2 separate regions of the Macaca mulatta genome follow, and region 2 is linked to region 1. Evidence: chromatin contacts called from public Hi-C data. All regions are on one chromosome and are shown on one strand. The core of a region is the stretch at or near the end of the contact, and the rest is flanking DNA. Distances in the headings are between cores, read along the strand shown. Region 1 holds the start of ALAD (aminolevulinate dehydratase). Region 2 holds the start of PRPF4 (pre-mRNA splicing tri-snRNP complex factor PRPF4).

The links. A called contact is a pair of places that touch in the nucleus more often than the background predicts.
Region 2: a contact with region 1 is called in a Hi-C map of blood, with 5 times the contacts expected there. The contact joins the promoter of PRPF4 here to the promoter of ALAD in region 1. A contact is called at or near these places in 2 of 14 Hi-C or Micro-C datasets (blood and fetal cortex germinal zone).

The regions. Positions count from the first base shown.
Region 1 is chr15:44,914,278-44,917,120 of T2T-MMU8v2.0, forward strand. It overlaps ALAD (aminolevulinate dehydratase), which reads left to right and starts at 1,494. Exons shown (of 13, transcript XR_013405641.1): 1 at 1,494-1,566.
Region 2 is chr15:45,037,940-45,040,782 of T2T-MMU8v2.0, forward strand. PRPF4 (pre-mRNA splicing tri-snRNP complex factor PRPF4) reads right to left here and starts at 1,485. Exons shown (of 14, transcript NM_001261569.1): 1 at 1,406-1,485; 2 at 461-638. The coding sequence starts at 1,432. It also overlaps a transcript of CDC26 not described here.

The sequences.
Region 1 (2,843 bases), core at 244-2,743:
TCTATGGAGCGTGGTTATTAGCAGACATTGCAGAGAGAGCCCAATGTAACATGGGGCAAATTATTTAATCTAGCTGGCAATTGTTTTCCCAATCCGTAAAGTGAGAACAGTAACATCGTTGCTGTCAAGATTAGATAAATGAATGTAAAATGCATGGTACTGTCCCTGACTCTTTAATGCACAGCAAACATTATTTCCTTTCTACCTCCTTCCTTGTTGAATACAGATCAGAACTCTAGTAGCTGGAAACTAAGCAGTGTCATATTTCCCTAGCCTTAGGCCGCTATGCCCCTTAAATTTAAAATTATAAAGTATACAACAGGTTTGGGGTACAGATTTTGAGAAATAAAAAAAAAAATTTTTTGAGACAGAGTCTCCCTCTGTCACCCAGGCTGGAATGCAGTGGCATGATCTCAGCCCATTACAACCTCCGCCTCCCGGGTTCAAGCGATTCTCCTGCCTCAGCCTCCCGAGTAGCTGGGATTACAGGAGCCTGCCACCACGCCCGGCTAATTTTTTGTATCTTTAATAGAGACGGGGTTTCACCATATTGGTCAGGCTGGTCTCGAACTCCTGACCTCAAGAGATCCGCCCGCCTTGGCCTCCCAGAGTGCTGGGATTACAGGCGTGAGCCACCGAATCGGGCTGAGAAATAAAATCTGAGAATAAGTGTAATGTGACCCACTAGTGTCCTCTACATTTCGAAGTCAACTTTTCAATAATCCCTGAAGAACTACTTGAAAGGCATTCCTTCGCTAGGGCGATGATCCCCGATCGCTATTTTACCCATCCAATCCTACTAGTTTACCCAAGCCCCCATAAGCCTCATCAGATCCCTCCTGCCTCAGCACATACAGACCTTTGGTCGGATCTATCACTGTACCTATCGTAGGTCTGATGCTCCTATCAAGACTTGGAGTTTTCCTAATGCCCATGTCTTTCATATCACATCTCTCAACTCATAGCATTGCCGTACCCTGAGAAATAAATGACACTGGTACAAAATTTCTCTGAAACCTTAGAAGTCTGGCGCTGAACTCAACAACTTTAGCTTAGTCCGCAAAAATGGACTAGCTAATATTGTGTTAGGCATAATGGTGCTGTTTTAACGGCTTTGACATCCAATTATTCTTTCACCAAGCCATTAACCAGAGCCGAGTTTGCCCTAGGCTGGGAAAAGGAGTGCGGTGAAGTGAACCCTGGGCTGTAACTGCCTCCGATTCGGGCTCACACCCAGGGACCCTCCCACGCGGTTCCTGCGCCCCCCGTGGCCTCCCTCCTGCGGTTCGCTGCACAAGCGCAGGACCCGGAGCGGGGAGGGGCGGGCCCTCCAGGCACTCGACACACCCAATTGGCCAGGCCTCAGCGGGTGTGGGCGGGGCTGCGACGGGAGCGGAGGAGTCGTTCGAAGAGAGCCTTCAGGGGGCGTGGCCTGGATTGTGGGGGGGCGGGCCGTGGGGGGAGCTGCTTCCGGGTGAGCCCCCCCGCCCCCCACATGGTCCCTGGGAGACGGGAGCGGGAGACAGCGGTGACAGGCGCAGCGACCGGGAGGCCTTAGGGAGGCAGGTGAGCGGGGGCTGCATGCGGGGAGATGGCGGACTTGGAGGACGGCTCCAGGGCGAGGCGGGGACTGTGGCACCAAGAGTCCCGCGTCCCCAGATTGTGCTGTGCGCCTGAAGCCCTGGCGGTGCAGCCGTGTACGGAGTCCCGTGGAGCGTTTGGTCTAGATTGTTTGGTCTAGATTGTCCCACTGCAGCCGGGGTTGGAGGCCCGGGTTCGGGGCTCCGCGCCTCTTCTCTGGGGTTTAGCCCCTCGGATACCGCCGGGGCAGACTCCATCGATGCAGAGCCCGAGGTGTGGGTGGTGGTTGGTGGTTGGTGGTTGGGGGGCGGGTAGGGAGGTGAAAACACTAACAGCCGTTTTGTACTAAGCATTGCGTGCATTGACCCTTTTTTTAAATTTTATTTTGAGATGGAGTTTCGCGCTTGTTGCCCAGGCTGGAGTGCAATGGCGCGATCTTGGCTCACTGCAATCTCCGCCTCCCGGGTTCAAGCGATTCTCCTGCCTCAGCCTGCCAAGTAGCTGGGATTTCAGGCATGTGCCACCATGCCGGCTAATTTTTGTATTTTTAGTAGAGACAGCGTTTCTCCTTATTGGTTAGGCTGGTGTCGAACTTCCAACCTCAGGTGATTCGCCCGCCTCGGCCTCCCAAAGTGCTGGGATTACAGGCGTGAGCCACCACGCCCGGCCTGACCCATTCATTTCTTACAACAACCCACTGAGGTCGGTTCAAGTCCCCATTACTAAACAAAGAAACGGAGGTCACACAACTAGAAAGCTACAGAACTAGGATTTGTACCCACATCTATCAGACTCCAGAGCCCACACACTTAACCATCCTGCTACCAACAGCAACCAGGTCCAGAGTCAGTTCACCCAAAGCTCTCCACAAGCCCAACATGCTGGGAAACAGATTTGATATCTATCCTTAAAGTATGGAGGTGTCATGGTGGACACTGAGGACCGGGCTGCTGGAGACTTCCCCCAGATCTGCCGCTGACCCACTGCTTGATCCTGGACCTGTGTCTACCCCTCTCTGAGCCCAGTTTCACCCTTGTTTCAATCAGCAAACTTTAAGAAGCCTCTTAGCCAAGATATTCTAGGATTCTGGGAATGGCAGCTTCTCCTTCTACGTCCAGATGGCTAACCCCAGAGAGGGTCAGGCTCTTCAAAACCCCAGGGCAAGGCTGGGTTCTCATTCTTCGCTTTAATCCCTGTGTCTAGCACTTCAGCAGGCCCATAGTAGATATTCAGGAAGTGTGGGTTGGCTAAATGAACACTTC
Region 2 (2,843 bases), core at 235-2,734, 120 kb after region 1:
CACATTGTAAGAAAAAGGCTCTCTGCATGATTTTAAGGGGGTAGGCAAAATACAGCCTTATAGATGCAAGTTTAAGAATTGAAATTCTGCCAGGCGCAGTGGCTCACGCTTGTAATCCCAGCACTTTGGGAGGACGAGGGGGAGGGATCACAAGGTCAGGAGTTTGACCAACATGATGAAACCCCGTCTCTACTAAAAATACAAAAATTAGTTGGGCTTGTTGGTGTGCGCCTGTTATCCCGGCTACTCCGGAGGCTGAAGGAGAACTGCCTGAACCCAGGAGGCGGGGGTTGCAGTGAGCAGACATCGCGCCACTGCACTCCAGCCTGGTGACAGAGCGAGACTCCGTCTAAAACAAAAGAACTTAAATTTTTTGACATTATAAAACTGATGATATTCAAGTTTAGGAAAGTATTCATTACACAAAGAGGTAAAGATGGGTTCACAATTTGCATCTTACCAGAGGTTATATTAATATTTCCAGCTTCGATCCCTGCTTTAAGTCCTTCTTTCCCCAAAATCCCAGACTCTCCTTTGGCCAGACGCTCCCTCTCCTTCTCTTCCAAACTTCCATAATAGATGTGTGGTTTCTTCACAACCGGAGCAACTAAGTCATCGGGTGTTTTAGTTTTGGTTGCCTGCCAAATCAAAAATCTGGATTAAATTGAGGTTTAATCTTGGCAATTTACCGGATTTCCCGAGGATGAAGCTCGCCCTGAGTTTCACAGTCCTATTTCCTTCATAATTGAAAGGACAAATTGGACACTACTTAAGATGTTCTTCATCGATTTGAGGTGAAGGGGAGGGTGTTTCAGTCCCTCACTTTAGCTGACGGGATTGATAAAACTAGTGAGGTTCTCTCGAGTATTTTCATATGAAAGGTTTGCTCTGGAATCTGTTTACTTTATTCTGCTGGAAACGTGGAATCTCGTGTTTTACGATGTATCCAAGATTACTGCTCATCACTGGGGAAATATTAAGGATAGATGAAATAACCAACGCGGTGCTAAAGGATAACAAGTTACAACATTACGAGTGTATACATTTCAAACGTTTCTAGACGTGAGGTAGAAGTTAGTAGGTCTCATTAAAATTTTGAGATCTGCCAAACGCATAAACCTTGGCCAAGACACTTCCCTATTTCAGAGCACCGTTACTGGATGAGTCGGAAGAGATGTTTGCCCTTTGGGGCTGTAGTGGGAGAGGTGCAAATAAGCTACAGTCCACGAAAGCGCTTAGGGGTCAGGAAAACGGTGGTCCGCTGTGTAGAAGACCACTGAGTCCCGCAGCCTTCCTCCTCAGCCCTCCACCGCCTTCTCTCGCTCCCTAACGGCCCCTTCCCGCAGAGATCCTCTTCCCCCTCCGCGCTCCCTGCCAGAGTGAGTTGCGATCCCGGGCTCTGTACCGTGGAGGAGGTTCGCGAGGAAGCCATGCTGGGCTCTGGAGCCGCGAGGCCCCAGCGAAATCCAAGCTCTCCGTTTCAGACCTTCCACCGCGCGCCCAGCAGAGCGGAAGTGCGTCACTGACCGGAAGTGTGTCGCAAACAGGACATGGGCCAAGAGCCGTCGCTGCGCCCGGAGCGGCGCGGAGCATGATGGAAGTCGTAGTAGGAAATGGCGTCGTGGCATTGAGGGGCATCCCTCCTAGAACCTCCAAGAAAAGCTCGCGGAAGACGAGGTTCTGCTGAGAGAGAGGCTCCAAGCCGTCTGGGAAGTGTAGTCCAGTTGGCGTAGCAGTAGTTTCGTGGAGGGGAGCCGAGGTTCCGGGAAGGGGCTGAGCCGACTTGAAAAGAGGTAGGTAAGTCGACTCGCGCGGCTCGGGGCTGAACTCTGGAGCGAGTCGAGGGCTTCCGGGGCCCGCTGTGCCTCCCCGGGCCTACGGGGGCGTTTACGTCTTCTGGGAGCCGAGGACCGTGTTACCATAGAAACCCTGGGATCCGAGGTACAGGCCTGGAGCTAGGGGACGAGGACTGTTCTCTTCCATGGTCCGGAAGTCTTCCCAGGGGCCACCTATGAGCTTGATGGCTCGGCGGTGGATTTGGGCTGCAGCGAGAGATTAAGCTAGAAGAGCCCGCTGGTGCCAAAGTCAAATAAAGACCCGGCGGAGGAGCTTCGGCCTGATTTTGTTCATTTGTCTTCAGCCTGGTCTTTGTATCAGATTGAGAGTAAGATGATGGTTAGGAGGGTGTCAGGGAACTGTACGTCTCTCTGCCCTGCTGGATGCTGGGGTATTAGAGACGAACAGCATAAGGTTTTTATCTCCACGTGGACGGTGGGAGATCCTCAAAATATTGACGTTTCCGTAGCTGGCCAGATCCTCATCCAACCCCCTAGAAAAATTACAGCCATAATAGGTGTTATTTATTGAACATTTATTAAATGCCAAGTAATGTTCCAAGAGCTTACTCTGCATTACGTTATTCACTTCCTACAACAGCAAAGTAGGATACAGATGAGGAAACTAAGGCCTAGTTAGAAATGAAACTAATTGTTCAAGATCAGTGGCGCAGTGGGATTAGAACCTGTGCCCTTTAACCTCTACAGCCAGCACTTTTAACTGCTACTCTATACTGCTCCGTAGTGGCCAGTTTTTCGCAGTTTGCAGAAAAGGTAAAATGTATAGTAGACCTTTTTTTTCCTTTTAGGTATCCCTATCCCTCTCTTTCCCTCTTTGGAACTTTGGCTTTCTCTACCATTTGTCTGCATTGGAATCTGGTAGAAGATAATGCCTGATTTAGTACAAAGCAATTTGAAATGTAATGTGCCAGTGTTTTGTGTTGATAATATCGCCTGTAATATCCTAAGCTTCATGGGAGAAGGAAATATTTCTTCCTTTGTATACTT